Regions from separate parts of the Mus musculus genome. Here region 2 is linked to region 1. Evidence: chromatin contacts called from public Hi-C data. All regions are on one chromosome and are shown on one strand. The core of a region is the stretch at or near the end of the contact, and the rest is flanking DNA. Distances in the headings are between cores, read along the strand shown.

What was found. Hi-C and Micro-C count contacts between places; a contact is called where the count stands out from the background.
Region 2: a Hi-C map of Th1 cells shows a contact between it and region 1, with 3 times the contacts expected there. The contact joins the promoter of Lmo2 here to the enhancer-like site in region 1. A contact is called at or near these places in 1 of 15 datasets of contacts at CTCF or cohesin (large pre-B cells), 16 of 484 Hi-C or Micro-C datasets (the 63-12 cell line, the Ba/F3 cell line, Th1 cells and 13 more), 8 of 115 datasets of contacts at active chromatin or transcription factors (acute myeloid leukemia, bone marrow-derived dendritic cells, bone marrow-derived macrophages and 5 more) and 4 of 9 other capture datasets (adipose tissue, embryonic stem cells, liver and 1 more).

Annotation. Positions count from the first base shown.
Region 1 is chr2:103,740,960-103,748,700 of GRCm38.p6, reverse strand. Nat10 (N-acetyltransferase 10) reads left to right here. Exons shown (of 29, transcript NM_153126.3): 7 at 401-515; 8 at 615-722; 9 at 4,282-4,415; 10 at 5,344-5,437; 11 at 5,559-5,657. Among named protein-coding and RNA genes, the nearest start is that of Nat10, 16 kb to the left of the region's middle. Within about 2 kb of position 4,555, at least 12 of the 459 cell types and tissues checked have an H3K27ac peak or open chromatin away from gene starts, as enhancers often do. A contact at or near this core is called in Th1 cells, where this site is marked.
Region 2 is chr2:103,965,310-103,973,050 of GRCm38.p6, reverse strand. It overlaps Lmo2 (LIM domain only 2), which reads right to left and starts at 2,764. Exons shown (of 3, transcript NM_008505.4): 1 at 2,339-2,764. The coding sequence starts at 2,589. It overlaps Gm38515 (a long non-coding RNA gene), which reads left to right. Exons shown (of 2, transcript XR_866610.3): 2 at 5,914-6,108.

The sequences.
Region 1 (7,741 bases), core at 3,306-5,805:
GAAAAAGAAATCCTCTTGGCCTGGATGAGCTCAGGGCCTTTCTGATTTCAGTCTGTGGTCCTTTGAGTGTGGTGAGGGCAGGAAGAGAACTGTGCTGGTGACTATAATAGAAGCCTCTTTTCTTTAATGCCTTGGGTGAGGGGTGGGCCAATTGATCCAGGAACAGTGGCGCTTGCTCACGGTAGAGCTCCCTTGTAGTGGCGCTTGCTCACAGTGGAGCTCCTGGCTTGCTGGGGTCTTGGTCTTCCTGTATAAATATGCTTAGGTAACTTGCAGAGCCAGCTGAATCATCTCATTGTGCTCCACCTGGAATGTGATATTCCTGAAGAAATCTTTTGAGTTCTTGCTTAGACAGTGCCTGCCTTCCCTGCCACCTCACCGCAGCTGCCTTGTCCCTCAGGTTTATTCTCTCTCTGGCCTCTTGTAAGAAGTGTCTGGTCATTGACGATCAGCTCGACATCCTGCCCATCTCCTCCCACGTGGCCAGCATTGAAGCCTTACCTCCTCAGGCCCCGGTGAGGCTGGGTGAGAGGAGGAGGGGTCTGTTGGGCGTGGGCTCCTGGGTTGGGTGTGGGCTCCTGGGCTGGGGCGAACTGCCTTCTCTTCTCTGACAGGATGAGAATCTCAGTCCTGCTGCTCTGGAGCTGCTGGAGTTGAAAGAGAGCTTGCAGGACACTCAGCCCGTGGGTGTTCTGGTGGACTGCTGCAAGACCCTGGACCAGGTATATGTGGGTGGGTTCAGGCCTACCCTACCCTGATGCTGGTGGCACAAGGGTAAGATAGTAAGCAGCACGGACCATGTTAGGACGTGTTGGCTCTGCAATATCAGGGCTGTGCTGTGTAGAACCACAAAGAACCAGCCAGTGAGCTGAGGTGAAGAGAGGGATTGTATGCATATAGGATGATAGCCTTGTGTCCTCTAATTTCAGTTGTTTGTATTGTTTGTTGTTTCTCTCTCTCTCTCTCTCTCTCTCTCTCTCTCTCTCTCTCTCTCTCTCTTTTTCCAAGACAGGGTTTCTCTGTGTAGCCCTGGCTGTCCTGGAACTCTATGTAGACCAGGCTGGCCTCGAACTCAGAAATCTGCCTGCCTCTGCCTCCCAAGTGCTGGGATTAAAGGTGTGTGCCACTGCCTGTTGTTTGTTGTTTTCTTTTCTTTTTTTTTTTTTTTTAAAGATTTATTTATTATTGTACATAAGTACACTGTTGCTGTCTGCAGATGTGCCAGAAGAGGGCATCAGATCTTATTATGGGTGGTTGCGAGCCACCATGTGGTTCCTGGGATTTGAACTCAGATCCTCTGGAAGAGCAGTCAGTGCTCTTACCCACCAAGCCATCTCGCCAGCCCTGTTTGTTGTTTTCAAGACAGAGTTTTTCTCTGTAGTCCTGGCTGTCCTGGAACTCGCACTGTAGACCATGGTGACCTTGAACTCCAATATTCATCTGCCTCTGCCTCCTGAGTTCTGGGATTAAGGGCGTGTGCCTCCACCATCCGACTGAGGAGAAAGGTTTCTGCTTATAACGTATATAGAAGTGCGGGGAGCTTGAGGTTTGTTTTTACTAAAGCCCCGTCTAGTGTGAGGCTGACTTGTGAGAGTACTAATAGTGTGAGTGGAAACACCAACGTGTATTTCTGTGCTGGCTAATGTGGCCAGCTGCTGGTTTATGGAGCTTCTGGGCCATGATGGTTTGCTGATTAGCATGCCTGAGGCCTCTAAGCTGCTATACATGCAGAGTTCCACCCAGCCTTGGTCACATGAGGAGCACTGGACTCTTCCCTCCTGATAACAGTTTTAGTGATAACTTCCACCAGTCAGAATGAAGTCCCAATAGGCTGTCTTACCTTTTAATTCTGGAAGCACAATTAATTATAAGCTCTTTGTGCTGGCTAGTTGCAGCCTCCAGGTTGTTTTGAACCACTTCTGGTCTAGTGAAAGAGAGGGAGTGTCAGGATTTGAGAGAAACTGTATTTCTTGAATCAGCATTATCACAAAGGAAGCTTACTCAGGACACCGAAGCAGGAAGGTTGCCAGTAGTTTAGGCCAGGCTGGGCTATATAGTAAAATCATTTCTCCAAAACAGGGAAGGAGGCTCAGTTAGTAGAGTGCTTGCATAGTGTGCATAAAGTCCTGGGATCAATTCCCAGCAATGCATAAACTGGGCATGGTGGTGCCTGCCTGAAATCCTTCTGCTCCAGAGGTGGAGACAGGAGGTTTAGAAGTTCAAGGTCATGCTGGGCTATCTTAAGTTGCAGGCTACCTTGGGATACATGAGACCCTGTCTTTAGGGAAAGGTGAAGGAAGCCATGCAAAGCAGCCAGCTAGTGCAGGATGAAAGCATACACATCAGCAGAACAGGAAGTGCATCCGGGTTGATTCCAACTGTCACTGTCTCAGTCTCCCAGAGAGAGCTGTGGCTGTTGTATCCAGGAGCTGCTGGATCAGAGCGTGGGCATTAGAAAGGGTGTGCCACCAGCTGCTAGTGCTCCTGACAGTGCAGGAGGAGGTCTCCTTTCTGGGTTTCTCTACAGTTACATTTGAGTCATTACTAATCAGCATGGGGCAGCTGATTGTTTTTAATTGGCATCATCATGAAAGAGGCAGGCAAATGATTATTGATTATTCCTGTTTTGTTTTCCCTTTTGGTTATGAGGTCTGCTCATGTCTGTATTACTTGCATATTTGTCTTTTTCATGTTACCCTTTCACTTTAGATAAATAATTTAGGATATATTTCAGTCTAGTAATTTTTAATTAGCATTTGGAACTTCTCCCTAAAATTTAAAAAGTAAAATATCATTCAGCAAAGACCGATGAGTTATCACACTTGATCCCTCGGGTGTTTCATCTGAGGAGCTTGGTGTCCTGAAGTGCCTTCCTGACTGCTGGGTCTTCATCTTAGTGCTTCTGCCCTGAGACCCAGACTGGCTCCTCAGGACGACAGGCACAGCTTCCTTCACTCCTTAGATCTCATCGGGGACCCAGGTTTGGCCTGATTGCTAGTGTGGCTCCCATGTAGAAGTTGTTCCCATTTGGTGCCATGTACTTGGCTGTGTGCCAGGCTTGGCAGTGAGCAAGGTTCTTGCTTCAGAGCTCATACTGTATAGCAGTGGGTCTTAACCTGTGGGTCTCATACATGCAGATATCCTGCATATCAGATATTACATTACGATTCATAACAGTAGCAAAATTACAGTGTTATGGTTGGAGGTCACCACAACACGAGCAAGTGTATTACAAGCTCTCAGCATTAGAAAGGCTGAGAGCCCCTCTGCTTTTTAGGATGATTCAGATTCTGGGTGGAGGAAATTAGTTTCTTCCACTAAATCGGTTTAGTGGAAAGAGCTGTGCAGAGCAAAGAAAAAGGAAAGGAAGTCTAGAGGTGTGGGCACATCAGAATGATGCTTCCAGAGACACGGGTAAGGGGGTGAAAGATTGTAGAGCAAAGCCTCCAAGGAGCTGTGAAATGAGTCCCTGGGCAGAATGGTTAGCAGCTGCATAGGCTGAAGGCAGGAGTGTGGGTTGGGTTAGGGTTAGGAACCAGCAAGGAGGCCAGTAGGGCTAGCAGCAAGAAGGAGGTAGGCGTGGGGGATAGACATTACTAAATGCCACTAGGAGAGCTGGTGACAGTGGAAAGAAAGCTTTGTGTGCTTTTAGCACACTGTGGTAGCATCCCAAGCTTATAGAAGGCTCTCTAGCTGCCGAGCTCACTGCAGGCTGTGCTGTGATATGGCTTGAAGCAGGAAGAGTAACTGAAGCTGCTTGCTGTTATGATGGAGTTAGCTGGAACAGGAGAATATGGCTGTGAGCAGAATTAGAGGGCTGTGAGGAATGGCTTGACTGTTTTGAAGGTGTCACCAAAAGGAGGTACTAGAAAGTCAGGGTTGGGTGAGAAAATGGAGGGTATGTTTAACCCAGAGTTGGACAGTTAAACTCCGGTGGGGAGGCTAGTAGGTAGAACTGTTTTACATCAGCTTAACGTCTGAGATGTCTGTGTGTAAATGGATCTTATAGGAATCCTACCTAAGGGTATGACAAGTGTGTGTGTGGGGGGGTGGTCTACAGTGGAGATAGAAACTTGAGAGCTTTGAGGGTACTTTGGGTCTTGACAAAGCTGAGGAGCCGACCAAGGCATGAGAAACATAGGCACCAAGCAGGGCTTTCTGGCCTGTAGGAACTAATACCCTTTTTGTTATCCTCAACGTCAGCCTAACCTCTCCACGACTGGTGATAAGAGCCAACCCCATAGCCTTTCTGGACATTCGCATAATGTTATCTTTGTACAGGCCAAAGCTGTCTTGAAATTCATTGAGGGGATCTCGGAGAAGACTCTAAGGAGTACTGTAGCCCTCACCGCTGCCCGAGGAAGGGGCAAGTCTGCGGCCCTGGGCCTGGCTATCGCTGGAGCAGTGGCATTCGGGTAAGGGTTCCACATGGGAGTGTGCAGGATTTGAGTCAGGCACCTGGTGGAGTTGTCTCTGGTTCCTCATCAGGGCTGTCCACCATGTAACTTCTGTCAGGATCATGGGTATTTGTCTGGAAGCTGCAGCACTGCTCCCCTGGGCCACTAGGAGGCACTGTAGGCAGTACCAGAGCTCTTTTGTTTGCTTCTTAAGTTGAACAGACACAAATGCAAAGAAAACCTCTCATCGTGAGAGTGTCTGACTAGCTTTGGTGATTGCACAAATACAGGTGAAATACATTATGACCTTGGTTGGTGATGGGTCTTATTTGTTTTCAGTAAGGTATTATTTTCTGGCCTGTGTGTGCTTTGCCAACTCAGATGATGGACCTACAACTTTGTCCTCCCTGTGCCGTCTTCCCTGGTGATGCTTACAGAGTCTGTGGGCACTTTGTATGTGGATGAACCAAGGCCCAGGGGATTACCCAAGATCCTCCTGCAGGTTGCTGCTGGCAGAGATTTGGCCTTGGCCCCAGCACCACATAGCTCCATGACTTCATAATTTGGAAACCTCAGCCTAGCTAGTGATGAGTGTGAGGCTGCCCTTCCTGTCAGGATACTGGCTTGGCAGCTGTGTGTGGGTTCTGCATGTGGACAGCTATTCTTGTAGTATGCCTTGACACTGATGAAGTAGCCCTGGGTCAGGGCTTGCTACTAGCACACCGATAACCCATTTGTCTCAGTTTTGCAGAGGTGTGTACTCAGGTCTTGGTTGCTTTTCTCCTCTCCCAAAAAGTGTTCCTCCCTTACCCTGCTGTTGTCTCTGGTTATCATTTGTGTTGACAGAAGCAGCCAAAAATGATTCCTTAATTTTATTTGCTTCTTTAGAATGTTCTAAGTCTCTTAATTTCTAAACCACCTCCCCCATTTTTCTTTTGTTCTGCAGGTATTCCAATATTTTTGTTACCTCCCCAAGCCCGGATAACCTCCACACGCTGTTTGAATTTGTATTTAAAGGATTTGATGCTCTGCAGTATCAGGTAAGAAAGTCGTGTAGACTGTGTGCTTTAGTGCTAGAGTTCTGCCCAGTGGTCTGTGGAATGCTTGCTTTCTCAGTAGTGACTCTGAAACTTGTCATGGGTTTGACTCTTTCTTCACCAGGAGCATCTGGATTATGAGATTGTACAGTCGCTGAACCCCGAGTTTAATAAAGCGGTGATCAGGGTCAATGTGTTCCGAGAGCACAGACAGACTATTCAGGTGAGGCTCATCTCAGACCTGCTCTGCAGGCCAGCCAGGATCGCGCTGTGTGGACCTAGCTGTGTGGGGTTTGCCCATTTGTGTGATTGGTTTGCCCTGCCCAGCAGTGGTGTGTGAGAATGGTGGTGTGTTGCAGATTATCAGCACCAAGTGAGGATGGCATTCAGGTCAACTGTGGGGGAAGTGATGTCACTGGATTGAAAAGTTAAGTTTGTCTCTGACTGTGAAAGGAGTGGGATTGAGAGTGTGCCCAAGAGTGGGAAAGGTGGCTCTCATCAGTTGACGTTTGCTGAGTTACTGTGGGTTTTGAGACCTACATCTGCAGCTGGAACAATCACATCACCATTTCAAAGGAAAAGAGCTTTGCAGAATGTGCTGGGGCTCGTTGTGTTTTGCTGATGTCCTATTTCTCTTTTAAACAACATTTCCTGGAAAGCTCCACAGATCTCTGTAAGCCCAGTTTCTGAAGGCCTCAGTGTTGCTCAGTCTCTGTGAGGCTCATGCGACAGGATTGCAGAGGCACAAGGCTCACTGGCTCTTGCTGGACAGATTCATTGATTGCTTTTGACATTAGATTGGAATGGGAAGTGAGCGAGCCTAGTAAACTTGGCAGTTTATGATCCTTGAATCTTATGCCTGCAGTGGCACTGGGTGGCTCTGTCACGGCATACGAAGGCAGATGGTGACACCACCACTGTTTATGCCTTTCGCCTTTACCCTGGAGTCTCTGTTAGTTTTATTAGATACCCTCCCCCCCCCTTTAAAAATTCTGTGTGTGGGTATTTGACTGCATGTGTGTCTTTGTACCACATACATGTCTGTTGCCCTTTAAGAGCAGAAGAAGGCACGGGATCCCTGGAACTGGAGTTAGAAATAGTTGTGAGCCACCAGTGTGGATGCTCGAAGTGAACCTGGGTCCCATGGAGGAACAGTCAGTGCTCCTTACTGCTGAGCCATCTCTGAAGCCCCTGGGTCTTTTTCTAGTCTCCTCCTTCTGCCCTTTCAGCTCACTGCTGCCTGATTCTCTCAGCTGGGGACAGGGGGGACTGCAGCTAGTGTGGGGTGGGTCTTGGGGCTAGGGCAGGGTATTGGCTCTGAGAAAGTGTGTCCTTCTAGCCTGGAAATTGAGAAGAGTATTGAGTTAAAGCCAGCCTGCTTCCTGGTGGCTGCTTTCTGTAATTTTTTGAAATGCTTATTTAGTTAAGAATCAAGTTGTGGGGTCCCATGAAAGATTTGTGACCAGAAGCAAGTAAGGCAGATCTCCCCCCCCTCCCCCCCGCCCCGTCACCTCCAGATCAGCCCAGTCTTGCTTGCTTTCTTACTAACGCTTCAGACCCGTAGAAAAGCCCCGAGACCAGACTGTGCGTGGCCAGTGTTCCCGCTGGAACCAGCAGTACTGAGGCTGTGCTCTGGCTGTGTTTGTGCCTATGAGCAGGCATGCCATACTGCCCTCCAGCTGCCCGCCTTTCCAGTCTGCATCTGCTTGCCACATCTCTAGACTGAGGCTTGCAGGTCAGGTTGATGTACTTTCAAGTGTCAAATGAGGTGCTACAATTTGTGTTTGTTTTCTAGGACAAGTATAGAATTGCTGAGCTTTAGACCTAGCTGTGTAGCTGTCTAGTTTCCTGGGATTTCCCCAAATTCTCCTTTACAAAATTTGCTACCTTCATATCACTTTTTGGTTTGGGTTTTTAAGTCTCATTCATGCTGGGTACAGTGCAGTAAACTCCTGAGTTTTAGTTTTGTCTTCCAGTTCACTGTCCTCCTGTCTCAGCTCCCTAAGTGTACTGATTACAGGTATGAACCATCACAGCTGTTTTTGTTGCTGCTGTTTGGTTTGGTTTGAGCCAGTCTCCCTGAGTAACCCAGACTGGCCTTAGTTTAATTCACTGTGTAGCCCCAGGCCAGTGTCCGATCCTCCTGCTTCAACCCCTACAGCTGCTGTAAGAGCTGTGCAACCTTGTCCAGCCTCTCTGGGAATTTGGCTTTTGCAGTTTACACACTTTTGAAATTGGATTATCTTAAATTATTTTAATTGGTTATTTATATTGCCTCCGTGGCCATTTTAAAACAGCAGAAAACTC
Region 2 (7,741 bases), core at 1,515-4,014, 230 kb before region 1:
ATCTGTGTTCATGAATACTGGCTTCCTGTGCACACGCTACCTTTGCACGTGCCTAGGCAAGGACCGATCTGCATCTGGAGATCCAAGCTGGTAAAGACCCAAGCTGGCTTTGAGCAAGCACTCAGTGAGGCCGCTGGCAGGAGAGCTAGTTGCACGAGAAAGAGACACGAGGGTCTGAGAACAACAGATAAAGACAGGACAAGATTCGGACTCGGTCTATCTTTCTATAATTAATGACATGCCATTACCTCTGTTGAACAATTCAAGCCAAAGACTAAATGAGATTTACCTTAAGTTAATATTTGATATTCTCCCGCCAGCCTGTCCCAAATATGACACCTGAGTATCTCTTTAGCTTTGATTTTCTGGCAAAAATTTCTCAACAATTTCCCAGAAAGAGGGGAAATGTTCCACAGACATTTCCCACGGGGCTTGTCCATCTTCAGTTACAGCCTTCCTTTACCGGACACATACTGCAGGAAAGATGAACTACCAGTGGACCTCCTGAACTAGGTAGGTGCTCACTACTACAGCTATGAGATACCTTTCAGTTTTCTAGTCTGAGGCAATAAAAGGCACCAACTTTAGCAAGAGTAAACTTCCTTTACAGAACACAATTCCCAGGCTGGAGAGAAGGCTCAGCTGTTTAAGGATGATTTCTGTTCTTCCAAAGGACCCAAGTTGGAGTCTCCACACCCAAATCAGATGGCTCACAACTACCTGTGACTCCCACTCTAGGGAGATCCTTCACCTCTAGCCTCCAGGGGACCTGAGCTTAGGTGCACACACACATTCATGTAATTAGTAATTTTTTTAAGAAGCCAAACTCTGTAGATTCAACATCTAATAAAGGATTAGTGGTTAGGTTGTGCTGATAGGGAGCCAGTAAACAGCAGTTCACCAGACTGCCTCCCCAACTGTGTAATCTTATGTCTTGTCCAATTTCTGAAAACTCGGGGCCCAGATGTAATTCTAAGCTTATGCTTAAAAGGGAACAAGCTATAGACACTGACTCTTTAAAGGGTTGTTGTTTCTCTCCTGAGATTTTAAGGAAGCTGGTCCTCTTGCCAACAAACCTAGCTCCTTTCTGAGCTAGTGTCTTAACCTTCAAGACTGAAGAGTGATGTTTATATTCTTGCTGGATCGTGGGACTTCCTGTGTTTTATGAGAACACGCTGGGTTTTTATGCTGCTGGCTGAGGGTAAAGCCCAGGTAAATAAACACCACAGAAGGCTGAAATTGAAGGGGGGGGTGAATAGGAAAACTCCAGCAGGAAAGCACAATTCTTTTAAAGCAGGAAAAGAAAAGAAAAGGGGGGCAAAACCCCACCAAAACAAATGCATCTTAAAAGCCCAAACGGACAAGTCATTAGCAGTGCCTTTGGTCTTGTGTTAACAAATCCCTTCAAAGGATTAGATGAGGACTTCAAAGGAATAAAAACTCAAAACCAGACAGCTAATGACTCTTAAAAGGGCATTTGTGTGGACGTGGAAAAAAAAAAACCGATACCTTCGTTCCTGGCTCCCCTTGTTAAGGCTAGAGAATGGGCTAGGAGGGTACAGGCTGTGGAATGGGGAAGGGAGGGGGGGCTGTTCTTTGCAAACCAGCGCAAAGCTCAGAGCACTAGACAGTACATGCTCATTAAAGCTCTGGTTCGCTGACACACACACACACAGCCCTTCTGAGAGTTCGATGAGATTCTGCTCCCTAGAAAAACATACTAGACAGAAAAAAAAATGTGCACTAACTTTCGAGGTTCACATGCCCGCACTAGGAAACTCAGGGGAGGGGCGAACATGTACCGGGAGGAACGACAGATTAGCAATTCTAGAAGTCTCTGGAGGCCAGAACCAGTTCCCAGGTGGACAAGCGGACCTCATCAACTGTCCGCTCTACTCCGGGCCTGGTAGGAGAGTCGACGTCGGAGACCCCGGGATGTTCTAGTTGGGATGCCCCCCTTTCCAAGGCCAAATGGACAAAAAGGAAGGGAACCTGGAGAGGGTGGGACGAAAAGGGAGAAGGCAGAATCTTGTCCTCCACTCTCCCTGCCCTGCACCTGTGCCTCAGAGCTCCGGGTGCCAGCTCCTGGGCAAACTTTCTGGCCCTGGTAAAGGTTTGGGGAGCTTTCCAGATAGCCCGGAGCGGTCCGCAGGGTCGATCCCAGTTACAGCTTCCGCCGCCCAGTCCCTCTCGGTGTTTCCAGAGTCACCCGCGAGGAAAGAGAACCCCTGGGAGACGGAGGGATCAAGGGCACGCTGCGGGCGCGCACCTGGAGTCAGCCCCTCGCGCCTAGCCTGGGACCCTGTTTGGGGTGCCGGAACAGAAGCGCCACACTTACTCAGACGGGTCCAGGCTCTTCCTTTCGATGGCCGAGGACATTGGGGAGGGGGGCGGCGTGCCGGGCGGCGGGGGCGCTCCCTTTGTGGCGCGTGGCTGGCTAGCTGCCTGGACTCGGACCCCCTCGGGTGCTCGGGCGCCGCCGCTCCTGCGCCTCCTCTTGCTCGGTCGCTCCGCTGGCGAGCTCGCCCCTCCACGCTCAAGGACAGTCACCGCGCTCCCTTCAAACGCCAAAGAGAGAGAGCGAATCATCCAGCTGCCCGGCGCGCGGCGGCCAAGGCAGGGGGCCGGGGAGCAGCCCGGCCTCCCTCCGGTGGCTGCGACAGCTGCCGCTGCTCAGGACTTAACCTTCCATCCCGGTCCCGCTGCCGTCACCACAGCCGCCGCCGCCGCCGCCCGGTCCCGATCGCGCGCAGTAGCCGGCTCCGCCCGGTCGCCCCGAGCCCCTCGCACCTTCGCCGGGGTCGGGGCGCCGGGGGCAGTGAGGGGGCGGCGGCCTGGGGGCGGGGAGCTGACCGCGCGGCTCTCCCCAGGCTCCCTCCTCTCTCGCGAAGGTCTATTTTCGCTCAGCTTCCCTCTGTCTCTGGTTTCATTTCCTTTTTCCTGATCACGATTCAAATACAATAGAAGGAAATCACATTTAAAGAGACAGCTGCCCGCCCCCTCCCCCCTTTTTTTCTTCCTTTTTTTTTTTTTTTTTAAACGGGGCTCCTGGGGATTAGCAATCCAAATAGCGGCGGCGGCGGCGGCGGCGGCGGCAGCGGCAGCAGCAGCAACGGCGACAGCGGCAGCCCTGACTTGGCTTCTTAAAAGGGCCCGCGGCAGAGACCGAGAGTCTCCCCTGAGCCCCTCTCCTGGGGCAAGAATCCCGCTGCCACTAAACTGTCTTTTTCAGAGTTCCCCTTCTTCTGCCTTTCCCTTTGGCCTCAGGCTGAAAGTAACCACTCGCCCGTTCCAGCAGGAAAGAAAAGACAAGAATGTGAAATAAGCACCTGCAGAAATGCAAGCGTTGCTAATGGCTGGCTAGCGCGCGCTCGTCTCGGGTTCGAGGTCCCAAGTCCACAGTCGTGGTGCTCTGCGATGCCCGAGACAGTGCGGCTCTGCTGGCGGCAAGCTAGTAGCTGCGACTGCTCTCCAGAGAGGGGCGCAAGCTGTGTGACCAGGAACCTCACGCGCTAGGTGCGCCTGAGCAGAGCTGGGGGCAGCTAATCCCGCAGGGAGGGTGTCTGGGAGGGACCACGTTGTCCGGGTCTCCTCTCCATCTGCTGGCGGCAGAATTCCCTCCCCTAGCCTCTTTCAAAGAGCGAACTCCAGCGGTGAGGCTGGCCCTCTCTGTAAAGTATCAGCAGCAATACTTGCTTGGACCGGAGGAAGTTCCTTCCCGATAAAAAGACTTTCAGTTATTACTTACTATTATTTTGTCTTATATAAAACAAAGAAAAGGGCAGGTTTCTCCTTCAAGCTTGAAGACAAGTTCTAGAAGGAGAAAGAAATACAGAAGGGAAGAGATGGATTCCAGCTAGCTACTTTTCAGGAGAAAAACCTAGGTCCCCCTGGGCCTTGAGTTCCTTGAAACTGAGTCCAGAAATGATCGTTCAAGGCCCGTTAGCTTATGATGATGACAGTCTTCAGGTTTGTAAAGAGGAAAGTCCCGAGTGCTCTCAGAATCCATTGTTTAGTAAGAACAGCCCGGATCAAAGACATAGGCATTTCAGCCCCAATTTAAAGATTGCTTTAATAACCTAGACCAGCTCACCCCGGAAGATGATAGTCAGAAATGAATTCCCGGATTCCCCGTACTGAGCAAAGTCCTCCCTGATTTCTCCCTAGCAATAGCCTGAACCACTACCCACAGATTCGTGTCATTTCCCTCTCTCTCCATGTCCTGACACGTATACTGAAAGGGAATAATTAAAATCTGTGTTTGTGCGCCTGCCCTCGTGTTGGTCCAAAACCCACCTTCAGTGTATAAAAAGATATTTTCTATTTAAGTCCTTAGTTTTTCTAAATTAAAAAACAAATTTTTTACAATGTTTAGGCAAGCCTAAATTATATGATAAATACATAACTTGTTATTCTACTTTCATTTCTATCTGAAGTGAAAATAAACATTGTTAGTGGTAGCACAGGCCAGTAATCCCAGGTCAGGCAGGGCAGGAGCATTAGGGATTCTAAGTCATCCTCCCCTACAAAGTTCGTCACAGGCCAGTCTGGGCTACAGGAGACAGTGTCTCAAAACCAAAACCAAAAGAAGAAAAAGAAACAATGAAAACACACGGGTTGTGATTAGCAGTATATCTACTTAATAATGATGTTTTAATGCCGAGCCACTAGAACCATATTTCCTGGGGTTGCTTTAGACTCTTATCAGCTCATGTGACTAGGAAAACTACCTTCAAGATACGGCATGAAGAAAGTGGCTGAGGAGTTTGCCTGTATTGTAACCTCCCTTTTACCATCATGTGAACTCAGCTGAACAAGCAGAATTTACACTTTCAGCATCCTTGTTAGTAAAATGGGAATAATGGGATTTACTAACTAGAGGGTTTGGTGTAAGGATTGATGGAACTATACACCCATCATGTGGTACATGGATCTCTAATGAAATGGGAGCATATATATATATATATATATATATATATATATATATATATATACACATATACATATATATGTATATATATATACATACACACATATATACACATATATGTATATCTGTATATATGCATATGTATTCATATATACATATACATATATATGCATATGTATGCATATATACATATATATAACTATGTACCCAGCATGTGACCCATGGATCTGTAATTAAATGTGTGTGTATTTGTTGTTGTTGTTGCTCCAATTTCCCATAGCATTGGAATGAGTTATTAAAATAAATATCTCCTTGGATTCTAAGAGGTAACTTTGGAATGGCCAATTGTGCTTTTGCTTTGACCTGAGTGTGCTAAGGGGGCGGAGGGAGATACTTTCATGACTTTGGGTCAATTTCTTGTCTTTCACAACTCTTTGGAGGGAGCCTTCTTTGAGAAGGTACGTCTTTGATATGATGATATCTTAAGATTTCAATTTCACACACCATGGCTGTAAGAAATTACTGCCTACTGGTGGGACTTCATTCCCATTCTATGGGCAATTAAGTCGCCTAAATTTAAGTATAACATTTAGAATCAAGCCTCAAAATGTGTTTTTTATGTCTTTTTATTATGAGTGATTTTAAAGCAATCATGGCCTTACGGTATCTTCCCATAGCATCCAGTAACTGCCACGTTCAGGCAAGATTCAGCTACTCTGAGGCAATTCGAATGTGTAGAACGAGAGCTAAAGAAATCTTTGTTTGATCCCTACCCAGCAAGACTAAACTGTACCTTCTCCTCTACCCTCAAAATATTAAATACCCGGAAGTTTAGACATTCCCAAGCTTTCCTTCTGAAATAAGGATGTCAGAAGTCTGAATCAGTCTGCGTGATAAACATGACCACAGATAGGTTATTTTTCCTCACTGGAACCCCCCTTTTATTTTCTTCTTAGTACATTTACAAGTACATTCTTTTCCAGGGAAGAAGAGTCCTACGTGACTATGACTACATGCCTTTGCTACAGTGGACTTCTGCTACGAGTGAAGTGTCACACGGGGAGAATGCTTACAAGGTCAATTTACTTTTGTTCTTGTTTTAATCACTGGAAGCTGAGTTGCAACATACATCTTGTTAGTTGCGATAGTCACGGAAATAAAGCTCTCTTCTAATATGGTTTCAGCTCACATGGAAAATTCTTTAAATGTTCAGTTGTCATGGGCATCTGACTTCTAGCCAATCAAGACATCCTCCAGAGATTGGCTGAGACTGGGGTGCTGTGGAGGAGCTGAAGTGAGAGAGGCTCCACCATTTGTCTACTCATTTGGGACTTTTCAGGGCCAGTTTGTTCTATTAGTAATTTTAGCGATAAACAAATCAGGTTTTGTAGGAACGTGTATCAGATCCGTCTTTTCCTCTGCTATCATTTGCATCCCAGTTACTTACAGAGTCCCTTTGAGTCTTAGGAGAATGGACATGGGAGTTATGTAGACAGAACGCCATTGTGTGATTTGGGGGAAGTTACTTCACCTCTGAACCTCAATTTCTCTGTCACATGGAGGTTCTAAAAAGAAGTGGATGGGGGCAGAGCAGGGCCAATATCACTGGGTTGCCTGTTCATCTTATAGGGGTGGTCGGTGGGATAATATGTGCAAAAACGCTTTGCACAATGGCGGTGCCTAGAAAATGCTCAGAAATGATAGCAGTTGCTATTACTCCATCTTTCGGAAGCAATCACCACCACATCAAGAAGCAGCAATCTTCCAGCCAATCAAGACATCGCTAGAGCCGGCTGAGACTGGGGTGCCTCAGGAAGAGCCGAATCGAGAGACTCCAGTATTTGCAAAACTTCGGGCTTAGGGATCCCCGTATTTCAGACTGTAACCTTGGACTGTGCCCTTTGGGCTCGAGGTAGCTCTTGGCAATGCCACTGCTTCCTGCTACATAGCATGCTCCAGCCACATCCCGATGTTATTCACTGACTCTCTGCATCTCAGCTACTTACAGAGTCCCCTTGAGAAGTAAGAGGCCAGCGGCTAGACATTTGGATCAGTTAGTAAAGTATTTCCCACACAAGCATGAGAACCTGAGTTCTTATCCCTGGAACCCTTGTAAAAACCTGGCAGCTTCTATAATCCCATGGCTGCAGAGACAGAGGATCCTAGAGACTTGTAGCCAGTAAGAAATTAGTGGGTTCCATGTTCAGGGAGAGACTCTGGCTCAAAAAAGAAGGTGGAGAGCAATAGCAGAGAACACTCTGATGGTGACCTCTGGCCTTCACAAGATCAAATGTGTAGACATGGTGTATGACAGAGAAGCAGAAGGAGAGAGGGGAGAGGAGGCCAAGTCTGATACAGAAGGGACTGTCCTGAAATGTCCATATCTTAGCAGAGTACAGAGCATAGCTGTCCCTGCTGGAAGGGATCTGAGAAATGCTGAGACATTTGACTTCCTCCTTGCTGCAGCTGAGGTTTGAAGACTTCTCTCCCAGTGAGCCTGCCCATACTTCACCCACAGTGTCTCTGCCTTCCTCCACCTTTGGCCTGGGGCCCGGCTTCTTTGCTCCCACAGATATGAAAGCAAACATCTGTACAAGGGGACTTTCAGAGCACTGTCTCCTGCTGCCTTTATAGGATTCAGAAAAATGAAACAGGTGCTTGGAGGGGAAGCCAGTGCATAGTGAGTTCCTATAGAGCTTTGTCACCATCGACCGTCATCTTCAAGAGACTGTAAATAAAACTAAAAGTCCAGCTCCAAGACAGTTTTGAGTGTCCGCTGATGATTCAAAGCTTTTAACAGGCTGAGCCAAC